Linked DNA regions of Danio rerio: region 1 is linked to region 2. A link is a contact called in public HiChIP or PLAC-seq data. All regions are on one chromosome and are shown on one strand. Each heading gives the region's core, a stretch centred on a gene start, on an enhancer-like site or on the middle of the called end of the contact. The rest is flanking DNA. Distances are from core to core; before and after follow the strand shown. Region 1 holds the start of mtx1a (metaxin 1a). Region 2 holds the start of dpy19l1l (dpy-19-like 1, like (H. sapiens)).

Evidence for each region. HiChIP or PLAC-seq counts read pairs in DNA pulled down with a chosen protein or histone mark.
Region 1: an H3K4me3 HiChIP or PLAC-seq map of embryo shows a contact between it and region 2, with 3 times the contacts expected there. The contact joins the promoter of mtx1a here to the promoter of dpy19l1l in region 2. A contact is called at or near these places in 4 of 18 Hi-C or Micro-C datasets (all in embryo) and 2 of 4 datasets of contacts at active chromatin or transcription factors (caudal fin and embryo).

Annotation. Positions count from the first base shown.
Region 1 is chr16:47,398,370-47,403,915 of GRCz12tu, forward strand. It overlaps mtx1a (metaxin 1a), which reads right to left and starts at 3,475. Exons shown (of 8, transcript NM_001128238.1): 1 at 3,383-3,475. The coding sequence starts at 3,463. LOC100330743 reads right to left here. Exons shown (of 8, transcript XM_073926610.1): 8 at 5,181-5,546.
Region 2 is chr16:47,098,027-47,103,767 of GRCz12tu, forward strand. dpy19l1l (dpy-19-like 1, like (H. sapiens)) reads left to right here and starts at 1,606. Exons shown (of 22, transcript NM_001002868.1): 1 at 1,606-1,930; 2 at 2,435-2,459; 3 at 2,538-2,625; 4 at 4,324-4,461; 5 at 4,591-4,711; 6 at 5,020-5,113; 7 at 5,226-5,283; 8 at 5,380-5,471; 9 at 5,668-5,741. The coding sequence starts at 1,723.

The DNA of each region.
Region 1 (5,546 bases), core at 2,225-4,724, 300 kb after region 2:
TTTGGGATGAACCGAGATATTAAAAGACTGAAAGCTTAAATCATGAAAGGTAAACAGTGAAGATTTGCTTTTCATATCAAGGTAGAATGACCTGACTGGTGCTGATCTTGAGTGCATTGCCCAAACAATAATGTAACTCATAGCTGAACTATCATAGTACGATGCATCGTTTGGGAAAAGAACAATGTAGTAACGAGTGTTTCCCAAAAACTGTAGTTTCTCTGTCGCAGATGCATCGTTTGAACCCCATTAGTTATAATGTAAAACGCCCAAAATGATGCTCTAAACGGGGTGGGGTAACAACTTTAGAGAAAAAAACCCCATAATTTCTTTGTGCAAATTATATTGTTTTACACGCACACGCATTTAAAAAAAAAATCCAATATTAGTTTTGGTAAAAACCATGCACTCATTTTCCATATTTATTAAAATATATGTAAACAGCACATATAGGGCCTATATTTCCTTTATAAATATTATTGATAATATTGCACTGTCTAATCTACAACATAAAATCACTTACAAACAGCTAACACATATTCTAATATCATATATAAATCATATAAACAAAGAAATAATGATGATGATTAATATTCTCTTATTATTGAGAAGGATATTGTTTATTTATTTGATAAGTCTACTTTTACAATTTGACATTCAAACCGCTGCAAAAATGTTCTAACCAACAGGCCCATGTCATATTCAGTACAGATGCTTAATAAATATCCTACTATAAATTAAAAGCATTAACATATGCTGTATATTTTGTTTTCTCATGCTTTAGAAACATAACATAAATTCCGCTTTTAAATAATAGGTCACCTATAGCTTTCGTCATGAGCCACAGCTGTGACATCAATGCAAAATGACTTCCAAAATGACATCAATGGTTTTCAAAGTACACTGTGAAGGGAGCACAAATGTAAACATGAAGATCACTGAAACTGAACTGTAAATACTTTAAAAGCAAATATGGGAGATGACTTTAATGCTTTTTTTTAATCATTCCAAGTTTAAATGTTGGAACATTCTAAATGAATAGGGCATAGGGAGGAGAAATGGGAATAGAACACAGCCAGGAACTATGCTTCTAACTACAGATTCAGAGGTGTAGTTGCAAGCATACAAGTTTGCGACGTAGTTTGTGAATGTTTGTTGGAACGATGGATTTGGCAAATGCCAAATCAACAAACTGTGTTTGTAACGACGCAACTTGCAACTTTAGTTGGCTAACCATGTTTTTTTCGGAAACGCACCCCTGATCTACACATCTGAATTCTGGACTATTTACAAGCAAAATATCTCATTCATAATACGCTGAAAAAATGCTGCTTGCTTAAACTACTTACTTAAAATGAGTTGAAACAACACAATTCTTCGTTTTTTTGAACAACTTAACCCTCTACCGCATGGTTTTGCCATTTGATAACAAGATATTTATATTAATTTCCCTGCCACTGTTTCTTTAAGACCAGCGTTCTAATTTTTTTTGTTGGAAAGAGAAAACCTTAGTTTAGCCAATGATGTGCTTTGGTTAGGTCACATGACATGCTGTGTTTTTCTGCAGCGCGATTTCTGACAGACTGGCGTTCATTGTGAGAAGTTGCTAAATGCAAATGAAAATGTAAATAAAAACAAAGGATCAAATTATGTCAGATCCACAAAAAAATCTGAGACGTCACCTCCAGTAAGTTATGGTGACATATTCACAACTCAAAAAATGTTATCAAATTAGTTTTGTGTAAATCAATCAAATGTAAGTGTGCAATAGTGGAATGTGTATTATTGCAATGGTTTAACTAGCTTGCAAGGTCAGCTGTTATCTTTTAAGTTGTAACAATAACAACATGAATGCTAGTAATACAATGTTCGGCTTTTGCATTATGGATAAAATCTAATTGTAATGACAATGCTACTTTTGATTAGATATGAATACAGGGAAAAGTGAATTAGCGAGCACCACCATGTTCTATGGTAAGTGAAAGAAGAAAAGGACAGAACTGGCTCTTCCTGCAGATGAAAGTGAGGACGAGATGGGTGGTGATCATGAAAATTATGCAGATTGGACATTTGATAAGAGCAGTGATGGAGACAGTTCAGGTAAGTTAGTTCAGAGGCACATTAGACGGCGTATAGTATAAAGAATAATATAAACATTGTTTGCTAGTAGCTTCATTATTCTGATAAATCTGGATATACTAGGCTTGTTTTTTGTTATAATGTTTATTGGAGGAAATATTTATACCTACTGTATGTTGTTAACAAGATAATACATGTTTGTTTTCAATAATATTCAGCAAAAAAGAATGGAATAAATGAAAGCTGTTGGAATATCAGTTGTTGGAAAGTATGCAAAAGGTGTCATAAGTTCTCTCTTAAAGATTGTAATACTGCAACACCATATAAATAATTTCAAGCAACTAAATTATTAATTATGAGGAAAATTTAAATTTTTAAGTTAGATCTACTGTTGGACGTTGTTGCCATATGGCAACATTAAGTACCTTAAAAAAAATCTCCCAATTTTTATCACAGCACATCAAATTAAGGCATTTTAAAAATAAAAAAAACAGTAAATTTTTTATACAGATCTATCATAATGCATGCAGTAAAGGGTTTACCATTTTATGTTCAATCCACTTAAATTTGTAAAAACAATTAAGTTAACTTAATCAATTTGATTTGGAACAACATGAATACATTTTGTGGAACCCTGCATTTTCTCCATTAAATCTACTTTGTATATAAATAAAATAATAGACAGATAGAAAAAAGAAAGCAAGCAAGCAAGAAAGAAAGCACTTGAAAAACTCTCTAGTTCTCTGTAAGTACTGTTAAGTATGTATATCTGTAGTCTTTAAGTATGTTTTATTCTATAAAAGTCTGAGTGCAATTCTTGTGGTTTCAAATAATAATAAAAAAAAAAAACGTTACTTAGAGCATTTTCCCCAGATAATGACAATTAGATAGAGGGTTATTCAATTATATATTAACTTCTTGACACTTCTGAAATTAAAACATTAGTGCCGTTTGAATATAATGAACACAAACGTCTGAAATTATGGCAGTTTTTGTGATCCTACACAAAACAAAACAACAAACGCTGTAAACTACTAATATTTAACTAGTTGTGTGTTAGAGTAAAACGGATTTTTTATTCATCTGTAAACTACTGATGCCATTGGTGCAAATTTAAAACAAAAATATTGTCTTTGAGACATCTTTTCATTAACTAGTGAATTAATTAATAACTATAAATTTATATATCGATCGACTCGGTCTCGCGGGTAGTTAACGTTACCTAGCAAAATCCATCAACAAACAGAACCCGACATAACGTTATATGAACACCAGTCGACATAAGCAGAAGATGAAAACTCACCAATACGATGAGACAATCTGTGTTTACTGACGGTAAACCCAAACCAGCCTTCCAGCAAAACAGCTCACAGGGCGCCGCCATCTTCAAAACTCCAGTCACCTCTGACCGGGGGAGCTGATGCTTCACAAATAAAAGTCCTGAGACTGTAAGTTTTTTATTACAGATGAAGGGATGATCAAAAGTGACAGAAAATACTTTTTTAAAAGAGGTTGATATATTTTTTTCTATTTCATGTGGAGGAACAGACCACATTATTTAAAATAATTTTCTGCAATCCAGTTGAAGATGGTGGTCTCAGTGTTTTTGAATTCAGTGTATTTAAAAACAAATGGATTCAGATTCATTCATTCAGATTTTTTTGAGGTGTAATTTTGAAAGTAAGATAAATCAGTGATATGGAACAACAAATGTAATGTTAACCTTTAAAAATAAAACCTTATTTTATAGAAATGAGTACAATAATGATATTAAATTGTGAGGCAGTTATTCAAATATAATGGACAACTTTTTAATTATTGTGAATTTCTCAGTTATTACAAGATCCTCCATAACTGCTAAAGAATTTGCAATAGTATCTTATGCAATTCCTTGTGGACTTGTTCAGCTCTTACCTGGTAATATATCCCTTGAATCTAATCTTTTACATAATAATCAATTAAGTATCAATGGTGTGAAAATTAATTTATCAATTTCTCTGCGGCTTAGTCCCTTTCTCAAACTGGGATGCCACAGCGGAACCCCCAACTTATCCAGCATATGTTTTGCGCAGCAGTTGCAACCCATCACTGGGAAACATCCATACACACTCATTCACACACATACACAATGGACATTTTAGCCTACCCAATTCACCTATACCACATGTCTTTGGGGCGGAAACATGCAAACTCCACACAGAAATGCCAACTGACTCAGCCGCGACTCGAACCAGTGGGGGGGGGAACATGCAAACTCCACACAGAAATGCCAACTGACTCAGCCGCGACTCGAACCAGTGACCTTCTTGCTGTAAGGCGATAGTGCTACCCACTGCGTCACCGTGCAGCCCTGGTATGAAAATTATAAACAGTATATTTAATAACTTTTACATTAAAAAGTTATGCAGAACTTTATTATTTCCTAAATGCAAACCTTTTTGGAATTCCTTATTTGAGCAGATTGAATGGAAAACAGTTTGGAACTTACCTAGTACATACTGTCTGACCAATAAAGTTAAAGAAGTGACATATAAACTAATCATTTATTTTATCTAGTGAAACATATTGTTCCCTGTTTGTTTTTTAAGACAGGGATTCTGCATGCACTTTTTGTGAATTAGAGAAGGAATTAATAAAACATCTGTTTTTTTGAATGCACATATACCCAAATGTTTTGGTTTGATGTTGAATATCTTATATTTAAACTTACAAAATAAAAAATTCAGCAATCTTGTAAAGATTTTTTTGAATAATAATAATAATGCTAATACTAATAATAAAACGTTTGAGCAAAAATGGTTTATTAATTTAATGATTATACCGTGCTCAGCATAACTGAGTACATTCCATTAAAAAAAAAAAAAAGACTATTTTGATCCATTTCTCAGTAAATATAGGCAATGTATTTTGGTGCATTTAAAAAAAAAACAGATTTATATATATTACAGATATATTTATTAAAATAATATTTTAGTCAACAAACAGATTTAGAAATTGAAACATAATACAATTAAATAAATAAATAAAAACTTACAAACCTACAACATTTCAACTAAATTTTTTTTTAATTTTTTGCTTCTTTTGAATTTTTCCTCTTTTTTAAATTAGTATTTAATATTTTTCTATAACATATAATTGTGGGTGTGCTAGTTTTTGGACTGTTATCATAAGTTATATTGTTAGAAATGCTCCAGATTTGGCTTCAGTACTGACTATTCTAATGTATATGCACAAATATAATATTGTATAGCTTCCTATTAAAAATATCAATTTTAAAGAGAGATTTGTGAGGGGTGTACTCATATATGCTGAGCACTGTATATGGGAAATACCATGTACACAAACAAAAATGGTCCAATGATGAACCTAACATTTATTTGTTAAAAATTGATCTTAAGCATCATATGGAAACCCTAAAATACAGTAAAGATAAAAAAGCTATAAAGATGTATGCAATTTTTTAATCA
Region 2 (5,741 bases), core at 356-2,855:
CGGGTTTGTAAAGGTGCAAAAGTGTCCAAAATTTCAGATAGTCCATTATTGTAAATAGACACCAGAGCATCAGCAGAAGATGAGTCCACATTGTATGCAAAACTATTAAGTACATCTGAAAAATGTAATAAATCAATGTTCTTAACGTTTCTAAATTTGATTGTCCGGGGTGACTGCAATTTAAAAACTGCAAGCTGAGCACAAAAAGACACTAAGAAATGGTCGGATATAAGAAGATCAGAAACAGTACATTTGTTAGGGATTATTCCAGAGCAACAGATGAGATCAAGGGTATGGCCTTTAGTGTGTGTAGGGAAATTAGCAAATTGCTGCATTCCAAAGCTGTCCAAACAAGATAAAAAGTCGATTGTATTAATATTGTTGCCAGCATCAATATGAATATTAAAATCACCCAGCATAATAACATTAGGAGACAAGGAGCACAGCTCAGTTAAAAACTCAGAAAGTTCAGTTAAAAAGGTTGAACTGCTTTTAGGAGGACGGTATATTGTAGCAAGAATAGTCGGAACTGCCCCATTAATTTTAATGATGACTGACTCAAAAGAGGGGTATTCAGAAACAGGTAATTGAGATACCTTCCATTTCTCCTTATAGAGTATCGCCACGCCCCCTCCCCGTCCAGTAGTGCGGGGTTTACAAATGTATTTGTATCCTGGTAAAACAGCTTGGTTAAAATAAAAGAAATCATCATGTCTTTGCCAAGTTTCAGTAAGACAGAGGAAATCAAACTTATGGTCAGACAGTACGTCTTGCAGCAGATGACTTTTATTAGATAACGAGCGAATGTTGAGTAGTCCAAAAGATAGATTGTTTTTGCATGCTTCGTTGGAAGCGGAGTTTGCTGGGTATGTGAGTACATTACGGTCAATGGATCGTACTGACCTTGATGCCTGGCGAGGGTTAGACGACCAGAAAGACCGTATTTGGGATGAGTTGTCAATGTTGTAGGACCGTCGTGATCCTCGGTGAATATATCTCCGACGTGGCCGGACCGCGATGTCCGGATGAAAGCGCAGCGTTGACGGAGTCTCCGAGAAGTGGGAGCGGAGTTGAAGAAGTTCCTCTGCCGAATACTGGAGTAGTAGCTCCGCAGGGCGATATACAGCAGCGAGGAAGATCCAGAGTGTTATGACCCGAACAAGCAGGTCAGGAGCTTTCATTGTCGTTTCGTCTCTTCTCCGGGTTTGAGTTGAGTGACAGCTGCTGTGACAGGACTGTCACAAAGTCACGATAAGCACCAAAAGCAGACCGGTGCAGTGGAAAGTGCAAAGGTTTAGCATAAAGTGCTATGCGTTATACAGTAGATGTACTGTCAACTGTGTAGTCCAGACAGAAGTTCTTTAAAAAGTTCTTTAAAAATATTGTCCGTGGGTAGCGGCAGCTAACAGCGCCAGCGTGCACCCTAACCGGAAGTTCATGGTTCCCATCTGATGATCAGTTTGGGGGGGATTTTATTTACAACGTTTACACCATAGGTTTACCCACTCCACCTTGCAGATTCCTGAAGAGGTTGCCATGGTAAGTGACGCTGCCAGTTGAGTGGCGCGTCCAGACGGGGGCGATGCGATGCCCGCTTCATTCAACAGATCAGCGGTGAAACTGAGCAGAGCCACAGATGAGAGGCGTCTGCGAGAGCCAAACTACTGATTTAACGCTCATCCGCGCCCCTGCTGCCGTCCTGCTACACAGAAATATGAAAACATGGTAGTAAAAACCAGAAAACCAAGTGCCAAGGAGCAGAGCAGCGAGAAAGACAGGAGTCAATCCGTGTCGGGGAAATGCAGGCGCGGAAAAGATGGGAAAGGCTCGGCTTTTCAGAGTAAAAACGGACTCTTTGCTGGGTTTATTAAAAACAGACTGGGTTTGAGCCCCTCCGCTTTTGTAAGAGGAATAACAGTGCTGATTCTCGGTAAGAATGTCTGCTTTAGCTGCTAGGTAGCTAACGGTTTTTTGGTTAGCATCTAGCATGCTTTCAGTGTTTATAGGAGCTCGGATTGTAAACAAAGTTGTGCAAAACCCATATTTCATTTGTTTGGTATTAGATTAAATTGATAAATGTAATTAATGACCTGATTTAATTAATAAACAATAAATTAGAGGTTTAAAACTGTGGTTATTGGGCAATGCTCGGATGTTTATTGTAAGTTTGTTAGCAATCAGTCAAAATTACATCATTTCACTACAGGTATTTGCCATTCATATACTGACAGTTCCTAAGATTTATTCTTGTCAACTACTTACAGTTTTAAGTATAAAAATTATTTATCAGAATCTTTCATCTGCTTTAAAAGTACAGCTTGTTCCTCTTCAATTGTGTTTTGGTTGGTCAGATAAAAGTCCCCCAAATGTGGCCACGTAGCAATCTGACTGACCTGCAAATAATTCTCTCAATATGATCTGTTTCTCTTTATAGCTGTTGTTGCAGGTTTTTTTCATTGGTAAGTAGCTTTTAATCTTTAAAGTATGCAGATACCTTTCTTCTTGTGACAGAATAAATGAAGTCTTGTATCTTTCAGGTATCATCTCTCACATCTGTTTGAAAATGACAGACATTTTTCACACATGTCTACTTTAGAGAAGGAAATGGCTTTCCGAACAGAGATGGTAATTCTGCTTTATTTTTAATGCGTATATATATATATGTATTAAACAAATATACACTCACTGGTCACTTCATTGGATACACCTTACTAGTACCAGGTTGGACTCTCTTTTGCCCTAAGAACTGCCTTAATCCTTCATGGCATAGATTCAACAAAGTACTGGAAATATTCCTCAGAGATTTTAGTCCATATTGATATGATAGTATCACGGAGTTGCTGCAGATTTGTTGACTGCACATCCATGATGCGAATCTTCCATTCCACCACATCCCAAAGGTGCTCCATTGGATTGGGGTCTGGTGACTGTGGAGGCCATTTGAGCACAGTGAACTCATTGTTATGTTCAGGAAACCCATCTGAGAGGATTTGTGTTTTATGACATGCTGCGTTATCCTGCTGGAAGTAGCCATCAGAAGATAGGTACGCTGTGGTCATAAAGGGTTGGACATGGTCAGCAACATTACTCGGGTAGGCTGTGGTGTTGACACGATGATCATTGGTACTAATGGGCCCAAAGTGTGTCAAGAAAATATCCCCAACACCATTACACCACCACCACAAGCCTGACACAAGGTAGGATGGATCCTTGCTTTCATGTTGTTGATGCCATATTCTGACCCTACCATCCGAATGTCACTGCAGAATGTCATCAGGACAGGCAACTTTTTTCCAATCTTCTATTTTCCAATTTTGGTGACCCTGTGCAAACTGTAGCCTCCTTGAGTGGTACCTGGAGTGTTCTTCTGCTGCTGTAGCCCATCCGCCTCACGGTTGGATGTGTTCAGAGATGCTCTTCTGCATACCTTGGTTATAACAAGTGGTTATTTGAGTTACTGTTGCCTTTCTATCAGCTCGAACCAGTCTGGCCGTTCTCTTCTGAGCTCTGGCATCAGCAAGGCATTTGCGCCCACAGAACTGCTGCTCACTGGATATTTTCTTTTTTCGGACCATTCTCTGTAAACACTAGAGATGGTTGTGTGTGAAAATCCCATTAGATCAGCAGTTTCTGAAATACTCAGAACAAGGTCATCTGGCACCAACAACCATGCCAATTTCAAAGTCTCTTAAATCACCTTTCTTCCCCATTCTGATCCTCGATTTGAACTGCAGCAGATCGTCTTCACCATGTCTACATGCCTAAATGCATTGAGTTGTGATTTGCTGATTAGAAATTAGCTTAATGAGCAGTTGGACAGGTGTACCTAATAAAGTGGCCCATGAGTATATGGGTCAAAGTGGTTTACAAGTGTCAAAACAATGATAGTGCAGATGTACATTTTCGCCTACACTGGAATGTGTCTTGACGTATGTTTTGACATTTTTATTATTTTAAGTAATTTAAAACAAAGTGGACACTTTAATTTGTTAATAAGCTTTTCATGCATATAAACTCATTTTTATGTCTATAATGTGATGACGACACCAACATAAGTCATCTCATCTCTGACCTAGTTAAATATACAGCTTGAATGAACATTTTGGTTGCACTTTATTGTACTGTATCCTTGTTACAGTGTAATTGGACATCCAAGTACTAAGTGATATTAATCACACGCTCACTTTCCTTCTGCTTGCTCCCTTTTTTATACTGAGTAATATTGATTATCCACATGCATTTATTATAGAGTTAGGATTAAGGTTGGTATGTGCAATACATAATGCTACTGAGTAGATCACAATGGCTTTTTTTTCTTATTAGGGACTGTATTACTCATATTTCAAGACAATCATCGAGGCTCCGTCCTTTATGGATGGTCTTTACATGATCATGAATGACCGTCTTACTGAATATCCGCTGGTCATCAACACCCTAAAGAGGTTCAACTTGTACCCTGAGGTGGGATGTCCTGTTTGGCATCTTCTGAATGTCAAAGAAAAGCTTTTATCCTGCACTATTTGCTTGAGCTTAAAGGATTGAGCCATTATGTGAAGACGGTGTCTGTTTGATCTATCTCCTGTACGGCAGGTGGTCTTGGCCAGCTGGTACAGAGCATACAGCAGCACAATGAACTTCTTTGGGTTCCCCACCAAGTTATGTTGGACCATCAACAGAGGAGAGGGTCTGGATCCAGTGGAGAGTTGTGAAGGTATTTGAGCAGTCCAAATATCTCCTTTTTTGTATTTGCAGCACAGTACTTTGCAAATATCACTATGAAAGTGCGCAGTCTCCTTTAATTTACTTGCTGTCCTAGAAAGGTTTTCTTCATTGTGCTTGCCATTAATCTGCATGCTTTAAAAACAGGTCACTGCTGACTTTTGTGTTGCAACTTTTACTTCTCATCACGAGGGAGGGTTTATTTTTAGAGTGTTGATGACAGAAGGTGCTGTTTCTTTTTTCGTTGTGTGACTGACAAACTAGTTTTCTAAATTTTACTGACACGGGTGTTTTTCACAGGTCTGGGAGATCCTGCATACTTCTATGTCGCTTTTGTGTTCCTGTTAAATGGGGCTATGATGAGCCTATTCTTCATTTATGGAACATATCTGAGGTAATGGAGCCTTGATGGCCTAGATTCTGATCTCAGATGAGAGTTCTTCAGTTTATACAGAAAAAGCAGTTTGATTACAACTTGATGCAGTTGTTTTTGGCTCTTCCTACAGTGGAAGTCGATTGGGAGGCACTGTGACAGTTCTGTGTTTCTTCTTTAACCACGGAGAGGTAAAGGAGCTTTGCTTTCTTAAGCATGTGCTGTCCTCCGATTAAATCCTGATTAAAGGGCTTAAATTAAAGAGATTGTGAACTCTTGAATCTTAGAGTACTCGGGTCATGTGGACGCCACCTTTGAGAGAGAGCTTCTCTTACCCCTTTCTGGTTCTTCAGATGCTTCTGCTCACATACATCCTTCGGTAACTTGCTTTCTTCCAAATGTTTGGTGTAATCTATCAGAGTTCATATTCAGCATTACATGCTCAAGTGATACTATGAATATCTCAATACTTTGTATATATTATGGTTCTTATTTAATATCTACCTGATTATTAGTCATATGCTTGTTCTGTACAATTAAGATCTTTCCTGTTGCTTATTTTTTAATTTTGGAAGGACAAAGAACCCAAGTAAGAATACCATGATGGCTTTGGGGATCTCCAATGTTTTCTTTATGTTGCCCTGGCAGT